Regions from separate parts of the Mus musculus genome. Here region 2 is linked to region 1. Evidence: chromatin contacts called from public Hi-C data. All regions are on one chromosome and are shown on one strand. Each heading gives the region's core, a stretch centred on a gene start, on an enhancer-like site or on the middle of the called end of the contact. The rest is flanking DNA. Distances are from core to core; before and after follow the strand shown.

Region 1 (6,165 bases), core at 2,761-5,260:
CTCCAAGAACTGAAATGTATGCAATCACAGAAGAGACCTAGAGAAGTATTAGAAATAAAAACGGGCACATATTAAAACTATATTTTGGGGACAGAATAAGGGTTCTTTGTAGAATTAGACCTGTCTTAGCTTATTCTAAAAGTGCATTTTTGGGCATTCATATATTTTGTTTTCCATCAAGGGCACAATTCTTATAATAATGTTCAACTCACTATGTTGTTCTAAGACATAATGAAAAGTTTGGGAAATAACTGGCTATAGTAGAGACCACAAAATGGTTTTCTGTCACATAACTTCAGTAGACTTATAGGCTTTATTTCCAGGAAAACAACTCGCAGCCTCAAGCTCACCCTTCTCCTTTGCTCCCACATACATTTAATACTGTGCAGCTCCCTGGCCCTGCAATGACTCCTTGCAGAACATCCACAGACTTGTAATAGAGAGCACGTGGGAAGTGAAAACTATACATTAAATTTATTACAAATTTATTGACTGTCATGATCATTACACCATCTGTTCATTTCACCGGTGCAATTCTGACCTGATTGTTGCTTTGTCCTTGTTAATTTTCCCTTTTCTCTCTTAAAGGTTCCTATGATGGATTACATTCAAATTATGCAACCATTGTAGTTTTGAGCTACAATCAGTAAACTAATTTTTTTCTCTCTCTCCCCTCTGACTGTCTCTGCCTTTCTGTGTATCTCTCCCCTCCCTCCCTCTTTTATCTCTATCTCTCTCTGTCTCTCACTCTTCCTCCCCTATCCCTTTTCTCTTTTTTATTTCCCCTTCCACTTCTGAATGTTTCTGTTCCTCTTCCAATCTCTCTGTGTTCTGACTCTGTCACTGACTTCAAAGCCTTTATCTGTATATTTTATGTTTTTTTTTTTCTTTCTTTCTTGTTCCTTTCACATCTTTCCTAGACATTTCTTTATTAAATATCTATCTTTAATACAGGAGTGATGGCGCATGCTTTTAATCCCAACATGTGAAAGGCAGGGGTAAGTAGATCTCTCTGAGCTAAATATACAGCTGAGTCCAGGAGTATACAGAAAGGCCATCCTTTTCATCAGAAGTGGTGGAGGAAGGGGCAGTATGAGATGTGATTGGGAGAAAAATTAGGTTGTTATCATGATGTAAACCTTGGTAAATAAATTGGGATATAAAGAAGAAAAATATAAAAAGAAAATATCCATCCTCATACTTTCCTAGGTCTACCATTATTTTCTGTCCTTTATGCCTTGTTAATCTCTTTTCTTCATTCTCTAGTCCCTTTCTCTGTCTATCTTCCTCTATGCCTCTCCCCCACATGTTTCTTCTTTCTGATTGCTGTCCTGCTCTGGGTTTAGTGCTTATACCTACATCATAGATTGTAGAGTCTGATTATATTAGAGAGAGTGTAGAGATAATCCTGTGAGATGATCCACTCCATGTCTCCTCTATGGGTCTCTTTGAGTGACTAGGCATTTTTAGGAAGACAGATGCACTCACAGAACTGTGAGTAATGACAGGAAATAATATATTTTCAAAACTTAGTTGCTACAGAGGAGGGTTTAAAATAGGATTTGAAAAGCAGGAGTGGTCCATGCCAAAAATAGATATCTTGAAAAACACTGGCAATTTTAAATTTTCATTTTATTTGCCAGAGGATAGGGGTAAGGTTACTCAGCCATCACCACAAACTCTGCCTTCTTCTAGAATTTAATCACAGAGCAGCATCACTACAAAAATAGAAATGGCTCATGCATTCCATTTGTCATCCCATAGGATACAGCTAATCAGAGCATCCCTGAGTGATAGCTACAGAGCAAGGACATTAAAGCAAATTTGTTGGTGCCGAACAATAATTGAGTTCAGGTTTATGAGGGAGGGCAGGATGGTTTCTATAACTCGTGGTAAGGCCTATGACTCAAAGGGCTTGCATCTTTCTGAGATGTGAAAACTGCTGACTTCAAACTCTACATTATAGCATACAAGTCAGGAAGCAGGCTAGACTGGCTTCTCTGTAGGATATAAAAATTGACTTTTAACTCAGGCTACTTATGCTTTCTTAGAAAAGACTAGGCACCATCCAAAGCAACCCTAGGTCTTAACAAGTAGAATATGTCTGAGCAACTTCTTTATTTTTTCAGTTTTGTTAATTAGCAATAGAATTTTCTAATATAATATTTTTAAATTACAAACTGCCACCAATTCCTCTCATATCCTCCCTACGCTTTAAACCCTGATCCTGAACAGACTTAATGATACTACATTGTCTATGGAAAATGAAGAGCTGTAGACAAATTCTGAATGAAGGTTAATATTTGAAGAACTCAAGGTCTTAAATCAGTATTCTTCAAATTTAAAATGAGAAGAAAACTCTCAAAAGATGTTAAAAGTTCAGATTTCACTCAGTCATCTAAATGGGTCTACTAATTTTTTTTAAAATTCTAAGAAGCTATCAATTGTGCTCCATGCATAAACCCTATTTCTATCAATAAGACATTAAAATATTTCAGTACCATTGAAGATATTAAAAAAATCAAGAAGTTAATTAACATGTTCAGGATCACCTTTTATCGATAGATTGGATTGTTTGATTTACTTTACTATGGATTATTTTCTTTAACACAACCTTTGGAACCACATCAGACAAGACCAATTATAAGTATCAATCTTCAATTGGATAACTTACTTTGGTGGTGAATATATATATATATATATATATATATATATATATATATATATATATATATATATACACATACATACATATATATACATACACACACATACATACAAATTGTTGGGCATTCAATATTTGGTCATAATACAGTGCCCTCTTTTATCATCATTATAATATGATTTCTAGTTATAACTAATGAATATATTACAACATAAAAAAACAGAAATTGAATTGATATTAAAGGCACAGAATAATACAGTAATTATAGGAAAATTCCTTCCTCCCAAGTATTTATTCATCATAATAAAATTTAATTTTTGTTCTTTGGAAGGGCTGCACCATGTAGTTATGCACACTGAGTCATGTTTATCTCTGAAAGCCAGCATTCACATCGCACATGACATCACATCTTTTCACAGCCTCTGCTGAACATCTGGAAAGCACATGTGTATGTGGAGACACAATGACGTTCTGATTTTTCATGAAGTCCCTGTTCAAATTGCATTGGTGTGTTGTCTTTAATATCTCAGTAAATGTCATGCCCAAGAGACTCATAGAGCTATATAAGTACTCCTTCTCATCCCTTCATGCTTTGCCTATTTTTAGAGGCACAGGTTGCCACTTCCAAGGCACTCTATTTGACAAATGCTCAACATGTGTTCTTCACAAGCTAAAGAAATTTTTACTTTGTTCTTTTTTGCTACACTCTCATCATTTTCTCAACACTTTCTTACAAAGCATCACCTCATAGTGTTAACATTTTTAATACTCTAATTTAAAATTTTAGTACCAATGAATATTTTTGTTAAATATACTGATACCCTACTTATATCAGTCCAAAAGATGACCAATGATCAATATTAAAATCTTATCTTGTACCTGTATCATGTTTATGCAGTGTACCTAATTCTTTGATACTTGAAAATGTATTCATCCTTAAAATTACAGAGAAATATAGTAAAGCAGGCATTAAAACTTCTGTTTTTAATTAGATTAAATTGCCACCAAACAGTACTATTTGTTCAATTCAACCTACTTCTGTATTCACTTTCCCTGAGTCTGTCTCACAATAGCACTATTCATCTCACCACTGATAGGGCAGTTTTGAATAAAGGCAACATATTTTGCTTAAGATCTATAATATCTAAGCTCTAGGGCCACATCCCAAACTGGATCCCTTGGATCCTTTTTTCTATTTTTATTCTTTCCACAGTAGGACACCCGAGAGACATGCAGAGAGTCAACCGAGCTGGACTGGGTGGGTCACAGATGTGTTGTCTTCTTCCCCACAGTCCATGCCACCTGGCACCACCTGTCCTTGTTATCCGGTGCCAGGTGGAAAGGCCACCTCATTCCACAACAATCAGAGCTTGGAATAAAAGCAGCAAAGCAAGCGACTGCCCTTTCCTGTGTTCTGTTTTCATAGCAATTGCTGCTGAGATAATCAGATGTTTGTTCCAAGTGATAATTTCTCATTTGTTTACTCTGGCCATTGGATGCACAATTGGGGCCATGGCTGGAAATGTAAGACTTCAGCAGGGTGGCTGGTGACATCTGAGCCTTTGGAGGCAAAATCAGAGGCAAGAGATATATTCATGACCAGAAATGAGCAGCAAGTACAGTTCAGGATAAATCCCAGATATCAAACATTTCCTCTGAAAATCTAGTCTTCAATTATTAGGACCAAAATTGTCACTGAACAGAGGCTCAGAAGCCTAACATCCCTTGGAAACTGCTTTTGCTCTTGATCTTCTGTATCTCTCATCTCTGAAAGAGAAGAATGATAAACAATAATGGCAGGATTGCAAAATGAAAAAGAAAATGTACTTTCCTATTTAAAATTATCTATTATTTTTAGACTGTCTCTGTGTCAGACTCTAGTCATCTACAGTAGAAACACTAGGGAATCATAGAACCGTGCTGTGGAGATGGATCCATCCATAAAGTGCTTGTCAAAAAAGACAAAGGACCTCTAGTTGGATCTCCAGCATCTATGCAAAATGTTAACAGTAGCTGTGCACTACTGAAATCTAGGTGCTAGAGGAAGAGACCAGTGGAGTTCTTAAAGGTCACTTACAAAACTATCCTAGACTAAAGCATGAGTGCCAGATTCACTGAGATAGCCAGTCTCAATAAATAAGTTCGGAGCATAATCAAGGAAAGACACCCAAACCTGGACCTCGAAGTACACATATACCCAGTATCACAATGCACACAACCAAGTACCCATGCATATACACACTATCAAGTACATATCACATACAAAGAAGAATGATAACAACAGAAACCATGCTAGCTGACCATCTCCTAATATTTCCAAGTATTCCTTGCTATGGCATCAACAGCCCTCTTGGCTCTTTCCTCTCAGTTCTTTGCTGCAAACAACTCCCTCTCTCTGAGTTTCTACAACTTTTCTCACTATTTCAATGTTTCTGGAAAACTTTATGGCTCAACTGTATCCTTGCTCAGGTCTCTGCCACAAGGTAATCTCTCAAGTGTGCCCTACTGCAAATACAGGTGAATCTAAAATACTCCCCTCTAATGCTATCTATCCTTTGTATCATTCATTTCCCCATACTTAGCTCCCAGGAGCTGACATGTCTTTAGCACAAACATTCACAGCCGGAGAAATTGATGTTTTAATGGTGTCTCAATGATGAGAGGACCTTCATGTTTTGCATTCATTGTTATAATTACAATTACTTGTACAGTGCCTTACACATAACCATTTTATAATATATACATAATTACTTATGCATAAATATTACCTATTCAATAACTATTTATTGAATACAGAAATAAATGAATGTACATATAAATTGAAATCCAATTATTTTGTTAGAATCATTTTGGTCAAATTATTTTGCTGGCTTTAGGATTTTATTACCTATAGGAAGTTATGTAGTATGTACAATGTTTAATAACCTAAGGTATAATTATGATTACTTTAGAGAAGTTAGTGGCTGGAACACTGACTTTCAGTAACTTTATTCAATACATGCTGCACTTGCCCAAATCCCTAAACCATAGCCTCAGTCATCAAATGTGATAGAATTAACTTCTTATGATGGACAAAATACCTTTCTTTCCCATGTATATTTTGCCTAACCAAAAACAGCTCCTAAACACATCTGACAATAAGCTCAAATATACTATGACTTAACAAAGATCAAAAAAGCAAGAGGAAATATGTTAACATGTGTGTATATTGTAAATTTTCCCATGTACATTTTGAGTATGCTATGTTCATATTCTGTATCCACCTCATTCATTCCAAAACCATTTCCAAAACACATTGCCTATATTTAATAAGCTGTACAATGCCCTGGTGAACTGGACACAGATCTACACATTATTGCACCAGGAAAGAGAATGGTGTGTTTAGCTGCCACGTTGGGAATGAAATCAAGATTCACAATTGTCACTCCAGCATTATTTTATAACTTCCAGCAATTCTGTTTTCATATATTTAAAAATGCATAAGCCAGTTGAAGGGATTA
Region 2 (5,987 bases), core at 453-2,952, 150 kb before region 1:
GACAAAGAGAAAAGAAAGAGGAGAGAGGAGTGAGAGAAGTTAGAGGTAAGAGAACAAAGGAGTGAGAGACAGAGGTGAATAAGAGAGTGAGGTGGGGCTGAACAACCCTTTTTATTGTCTTCACTGTTGCTAGGCAACTGGGGAGGAGTTTAGCCTGAAGGTCAGAAGCTTGGGCCATTGCCTTCATAACTACTGACCATGCTTCCCTTGTGGGAGCTGTGTGTGTGTGTGGGAGCATGTAACTTAGGCAGGAGCCAGAGTTCCAGGAGCATGACGGAATGCCTACCTTGTCAAGAAGGTGAATTATCATCATTCCCAGGGTTCAGATCTCAGATCAACTGGAGACCAGCCTGTCTGTGCAAAGCCCAGTCAGCTACCACAGTGAAAATGGTAAGAAAGAAAAAAAGAGAAATGGAGAGACAGGAAGGGAGGGAGGAAAGGAGAGAGAGAGAGAGAGAGAGAGAGAGAGAGAGAGAGAGAGAGAGAGAGAGAGAGAGAGAGAGAAATATCCCTTGCTCAAACTGGAGATTTTCTGAGATTTTATTAATTTTAGTTTTCACTGTATCACTGTATTCATAGATGAAGACTTTTTTTTTACTTGTAAGTTTGCTCTTTGGGTTTTCTTTGTTCTAAATAAAACAGGTTATTTTTATCATTTTTACAGTGTACATATTATAATACATTTTGCCAGTGATGATTTGGGGATATGGAAAAATCAGATGAAGAAGAGTGAGAGAATTATTCCAAGGAGTACAGATTGAAGCCTCAAGAAGTCTGATGCATGTTAATTGCGTGCTAGGCTCCCAGACAGTATGAGTTGAAGGCCCTTTGTTTATCAACCAGAATAATGGGGATATGACAAAGGCAGAATAAGAATGTTCATTTTTATTTCACAAATTCTATTATGACCCAAGAGGACATACACTCAACAAATGCTTCCTCACTGAATCCTGGAATTTTCCTTTGTATTGGAAGAAAAATTCTATTTGTTCAACAATAGAAGGTACAGTGACCTAGAAATAAACTATTCTCCATTGATATATAAATGGAGAAATGGGAAATGTTCTACTTTTTATTGAAAATGTTCTTTATGTTTTAGTGTTCTTGCTGCCTGCTTCATGTGCTTCCATAGTATGTATTCTGCAATTCCTGCCAAACCCTGGAGGCTCTAGGGAAGTTGGTGTTACAAGTGATGGAAAGAAAGATACCAGCAAATTAAGAGGTATCTCTGTCCTTGTCAACATAAACAGGGGACCCAATTCATGTACAAGAAGTCACTCATGTATATCTTAGGACAATAGAAAAAATGACAAAAAAAGCATCAGGAGTAGAATTCTCAATCTAATTTAAATCATAATAACACAGAAGTCTTTGGAGTCAGTGGTTTCTCTAGATCTGTGGTCCCTTTTTCATCAGGCAAGTTTTAGTCCTTATTAATAAACACATTAACGTAAGCCTGAACTGTTTTCTGTATTTTAAGTATTTAACTGATAGAAATAAGTAACCTGCCTGGCAGCCAGTATCATTAGAAGATTCATTCACTCCAAGTTTCCAATCTTTCCTAGACACTGAGGTTCATGAAGAATAACAATTTCCATGTGTATGAGATTTCCTGTTCCCACTGTCCTTTGAATGTGTATCTTATCAGTGACCCATAAATACTCCTTCTGTTCAAGTCAGAAGTCACAGATGGAGAAGCAGTTGATCTTCTGCTTCCAGTAGATCTGGATATGAGGAGAGTGAGTTGCACCAATAGAAACCACGGTTGGGTTGCTCTGAGATGGGCTTTTTGGTGAATGAAGAGATAAGACTTTCAAAGAATCAAGAGGCAGTGAGAGGAATAAAAGACAAAAAGCTTGAGCATTTTATCAGGGGAGAAATTTGACTGGTATTCAAGCAAGAGGTTTGGCTGTTAAATATTTACCCCACAGTGTCATTCCTCAGTCTTAAGTATGGTTTCTAAGGGGCTGGCCCTTGGTGGATGGTTAATATCTATAAGACTGTATATTCGTAACTAACACTTGTGAATTGGTGACTGGTATCCAAACATTATCCCAGTTTTACCCACAGTATCATCTTATTTCCCAGTGAATACCTCTTTATTTTGTATTATTGCTATTGGCACTTGCCTTTAGACTTGTCCCAAAAGAGCTACCTACAAAATGACACAAAGAGATCACATAATGCTTAGAAACAAAACAATGACAACTCAGGACAGTCATATCACAGTGAATCATATTACAAACTAATTAACAGATAGGCCTCCCTCCACAATGTAAGTATGTATAGTCACTGAGAGCTTCTCACACTGGTACAAGTTTTAGTGTTAGGCACTTTGGATACACTGTTTCTAGAATTGAGGGTTCCTTTTGAAATACTTGCCATGAATGTGAATAGAAACAGAGTGGTTCATCTTGGGATGCTTAATGTATTTTATTTTTTCTTTTTCCATGAGCCTAGCTGAAGTTGAGAATAGACACTGGCCTAGCCCTATGCAAACAGGGAAAATATTTTTGTTTGCCATTTATTTATTTATTTATTTATTTATTTATTTATTTATTTATTTATTTATTCAGTTTATATCTTGATCACAGCCCCTGTCTTCCTGTCCTACCGTTTGTCCTCTGAGAAGAGGGAGATTCCCTATACCAGCCCACACTGGCACATCAGGTCATTGCAGGACTAGGCATAGTCTCTCCCACTGAGGCTAGACAAGGCAGCCCAGGCAGGCAGAAGAGTAAGAAATAATGTGCTGCTCCATTTCTTTCAGGACACTCATGAAGAAGAAGCTGCACTTCTGATACATATGTGAAGAGGTCATGTGTCCAACCCACATATGAGTTTTGGTCAGTGGTTCAATTTCTGAGAACCTTTATTACTGTTAGTCCTTCATGTCAGAGTCTGATCTGATTGTTTGTATTTGTCCTCCTTTCATTCTAAAGGGAGGATAGGTATCAGGTCTCTTTTCTCTTTCCTGTTCCTGTTCAGGCTTACTGATTAGATCTGCAGTGGTATTTTCCATATATGCAAGACCAGAAGGGTCAAGATGACTCACATGTATAGGGTGAAACTATTCTTTTATAAATAAGTTTGCCTAAAGAAAATTCAGGTTGACCTGACTTGACAGTATCTTGGGCAACTAATTAATTGTACTAGATTGATGAGTGACATAACTCTTCTGATATCGTTTCCCTGAATATAAAATAAGAGGTCAAGCCAGGTTGCTTGAGGATATGGCTCCTTTAGTTTCTGGGGAAGATTTTTTAATGACTCCTCACAACCTAACAGTTTCTGCATTGTATATGAGTCCTGTGCTCTGTAGAAGTTTCCTTGGCCTTAAAACTAATTCCACTGGGACTTGCCTTCCACTGAAACATCTTCTAAAGTAAGTGTGCATTCCCCATACATATAGAATTTGGTGATGGGCAGGTAGCCTGAAAAGATATTTCACTGCAATTAGCTTTCTTTGCTCCTTGTCAGAAGGATTTGGAGCCCAGAGGCAACTTCCACCAGGATAAAAATACTCTGCAGTGTCAGGAAAAGATATTCTTATATAACATGTGCTGATTTCTTTCCCCTATTTTGCAAGTACTCAGGATGGTAGGGTTTGCTGACATCTTCAAGCAGATCAACATGCATTAATGCTTTACTCCCTTGTCTGATATAAGAAGAACATTGCTGATTCCAACTGTTCTCTCAGCACATTATTTAGTGAATACCAGGTCAAGGATGTAAATAAAAATACATTTGTTTTTTATCCCTGGATGTTTTGTTCTTCAAAAATGAATATTTGAAAAATAATTTCAAAAACATTTTATTAGTACATTTAGGTGTGGCTGTATCCCCTGATATTTGACAATATATGGGTGACGTTTGATAAATCTGGGAAAATGATACTTGGAAAAATGTAGATTAGACACCTGACTTAGAACTATATCATGAGCACCAAAAATATTACCCGACCAAAAGAATAACTGGGGCATAAATTCTTGGTTGAACAAAATCCCCAATACTAGCACATATATGTGTTCATGTATATGTATTTATTTTAGCATACTACATGATTTAATTTTCCTGTCATTTTTCTCTTATCTTCATTTCTAGAAATTATTAATGTTATGAATTTTATAATTATAATAAAACTTTATATATAATTCCTGACTCTATTAGTTCTAAAACCTTCCATTATGTTTATGTGTTTCTACCTATCATTTTAGGGATATCCTTAAAATCACATCGGCTACCCTATTGAATTGCCCAATAGCATATGATTTTTATTGAAAATTTTCTCTCATTTTTGGACAAATCATTGAGACTGAATTCTTAAGGGTCATGTGGCATTCATATAACTGAAATGCTGAACTTCAGTCTTCTAATTGTTTTTCATACTTGGTTTTTGATTATGTGTATCTTTTCACAGATTTGATCAACATTATTTTAAAAAAAAACAAAAGCATAATATTTATGAAAGTACTTTCATAGTTACTGATAATATCTGAAAAAATAAAACCAAAACCTTGTATTATCATCTATTTAGACTATCTAACATATGCATATTACATAAAAGGAAATAATAACATTCAAACACTTGCCCCCACATATCTAACTTTCCATAAAAATATATATTACTAGTTCAAGAAATAATTAGAAAAGGTTATAATCTTTTGTGAGCCATTTCCAACACCCCAATAATATATTTCCAAGTTCCAAGAAAGAGAGATATGAGGAGGGGCAAGAACAATTGGCAATTATCTTGTTTAACTTAATGGAAATAAATAATGAGTTAATCTCTAGACAGATGTTATGTTTACCAGTAATACTTCTTTTGTTACAGCAGAAGACAATTAGTACTCTTATATTCTATTGCCCTGTCTCCTCCTCTTACCTCTGTAATCTAAGTTACTGGAGCCCTAACACTACAACATAGTACATTGATGCTTTCCCCTTGAGTTGTATATATCTTTTTGACTAAAGGACAAGTACAAGAAGTGGTCTAAGAAACATTTTAGCTACATAAGCAGAATGTGATCTAAGGATGAATGAACAAAACCCAGTAGTCCTCTATCTGGAAGGATAATTTGTAATGTCATAAGATATATAATTTTGGCGAGGCCTTTCATACAGATCAGGTGTTGATTACAAAAGCCATGTCATAAAGATGGGCTCATGAACTAATTGTCATGCAGAGTACATTGAATGAACAGACATAAATATATTGTAGTGATCAAAATGTATCTCAAAGTCCTTCATGTAGGGTAAGTTGCCTAAAAGTCATCTTTTCCTCTGCTTACAAACCCAAGAAAAGGGAAGTAGAAGCTGCAGAGACCATGTCCAGTTGAGAGGCATAGCCCCTCCATCCGCCCACATCAAAATTTTTAACCCAGAATGGTTCCTAAAGGAAATGGAAGGACAAAAATGGTGCATAGACTGAAAGAAAGTCCATCCAGAGTTCTCCCCACCTAGGAATCCATTCCATCTGCAGATTCCAAACCCTAACACTATTGCTGATATCAAGAAGCATTTGCTGAAAGGAACCTGGTTATGGCTGTCCTCAGAAAGGCTGTGCCAGCACTTGACAAATACAGATGCAGATTCTTACAGCCAAATGTTGGACTGAGCCAGGGGTCCCCCATGGAAAAGCTAAGGGGATGACTGGAGCAGTTGAATGGAATTATAACCCAATAGAAAGAACAATATCAACTAACTGGGCAACCCAGAACTCCTAGGTACTCAACCACCAACAAACGAGTACACATGGAGGAATCCATGGCTCCAGCTACATGAATATCACAGAGTGGCCTTATCTGGCATCAATGTTAGGGAGGCACTTGATCCTGTGGAGGATTGATGCTCCAGTGTAGGGGGATGCTAGAGCAGTGAAGTAGGAGTGGGTGAGTGGGTGGAGGTGCAGCCTCATAGAGACAAAGGGGAGAGAGATGGGATGGGGGGTTTGTGGAGAGGAAACTGAAAAGGGTGATATCATTTTA

Evidence for each region. Hi-C and Micro-C count contacts between places; a contact is called where the count stands out from the background.
Region 2: a Hi-C map of cerebellar granule neurons shows a contact between it and region 1, with 1.6 times the contacts expected there. The contact joins two enhancer-like sites. A contact is called at or near these places in 4 of 484 Hi-C or Micro-C datasets (cerebellar granule neurons, cerebellum and nephron progenitors).

The regions. Positions count from the first base shown.
Region 1 is chr4:67,520,271-67,526,435 of GRCm38.p6, reverse strand. No RefSeq gene overlaps it. Among named protein-coding and RNA genes, the nearest start is that of Gm23738, 660 kb to the left of the region's middle. Within about 2 kb of position 4,010, at least 5 of the 459 cell types and tissues checked have an H3K27ac peak or open chromatin away from gene starts, as enhancers often do. A contact at or near this core is called in cerebellar granule neurons and cerebellum, where this site is marked.
Region 2 is chr4:67,669,851-67,675,837 of GRCm38.p6, reverse strand. No RefSeq gene overlaps it. Among named protein-coding and RNA genes, the nearest start is that of Gm23738, 510 kb to the left of the region's middle. Within about 2 kb of position 1,702, at least 2 of the 459 cell types and tissues checked have an H3K27ac peak or open chromatin away from gene starts, as enhancers often do. A contact at or near this core is called in cerebellar granule neurons and cerebellum, where this site is marked.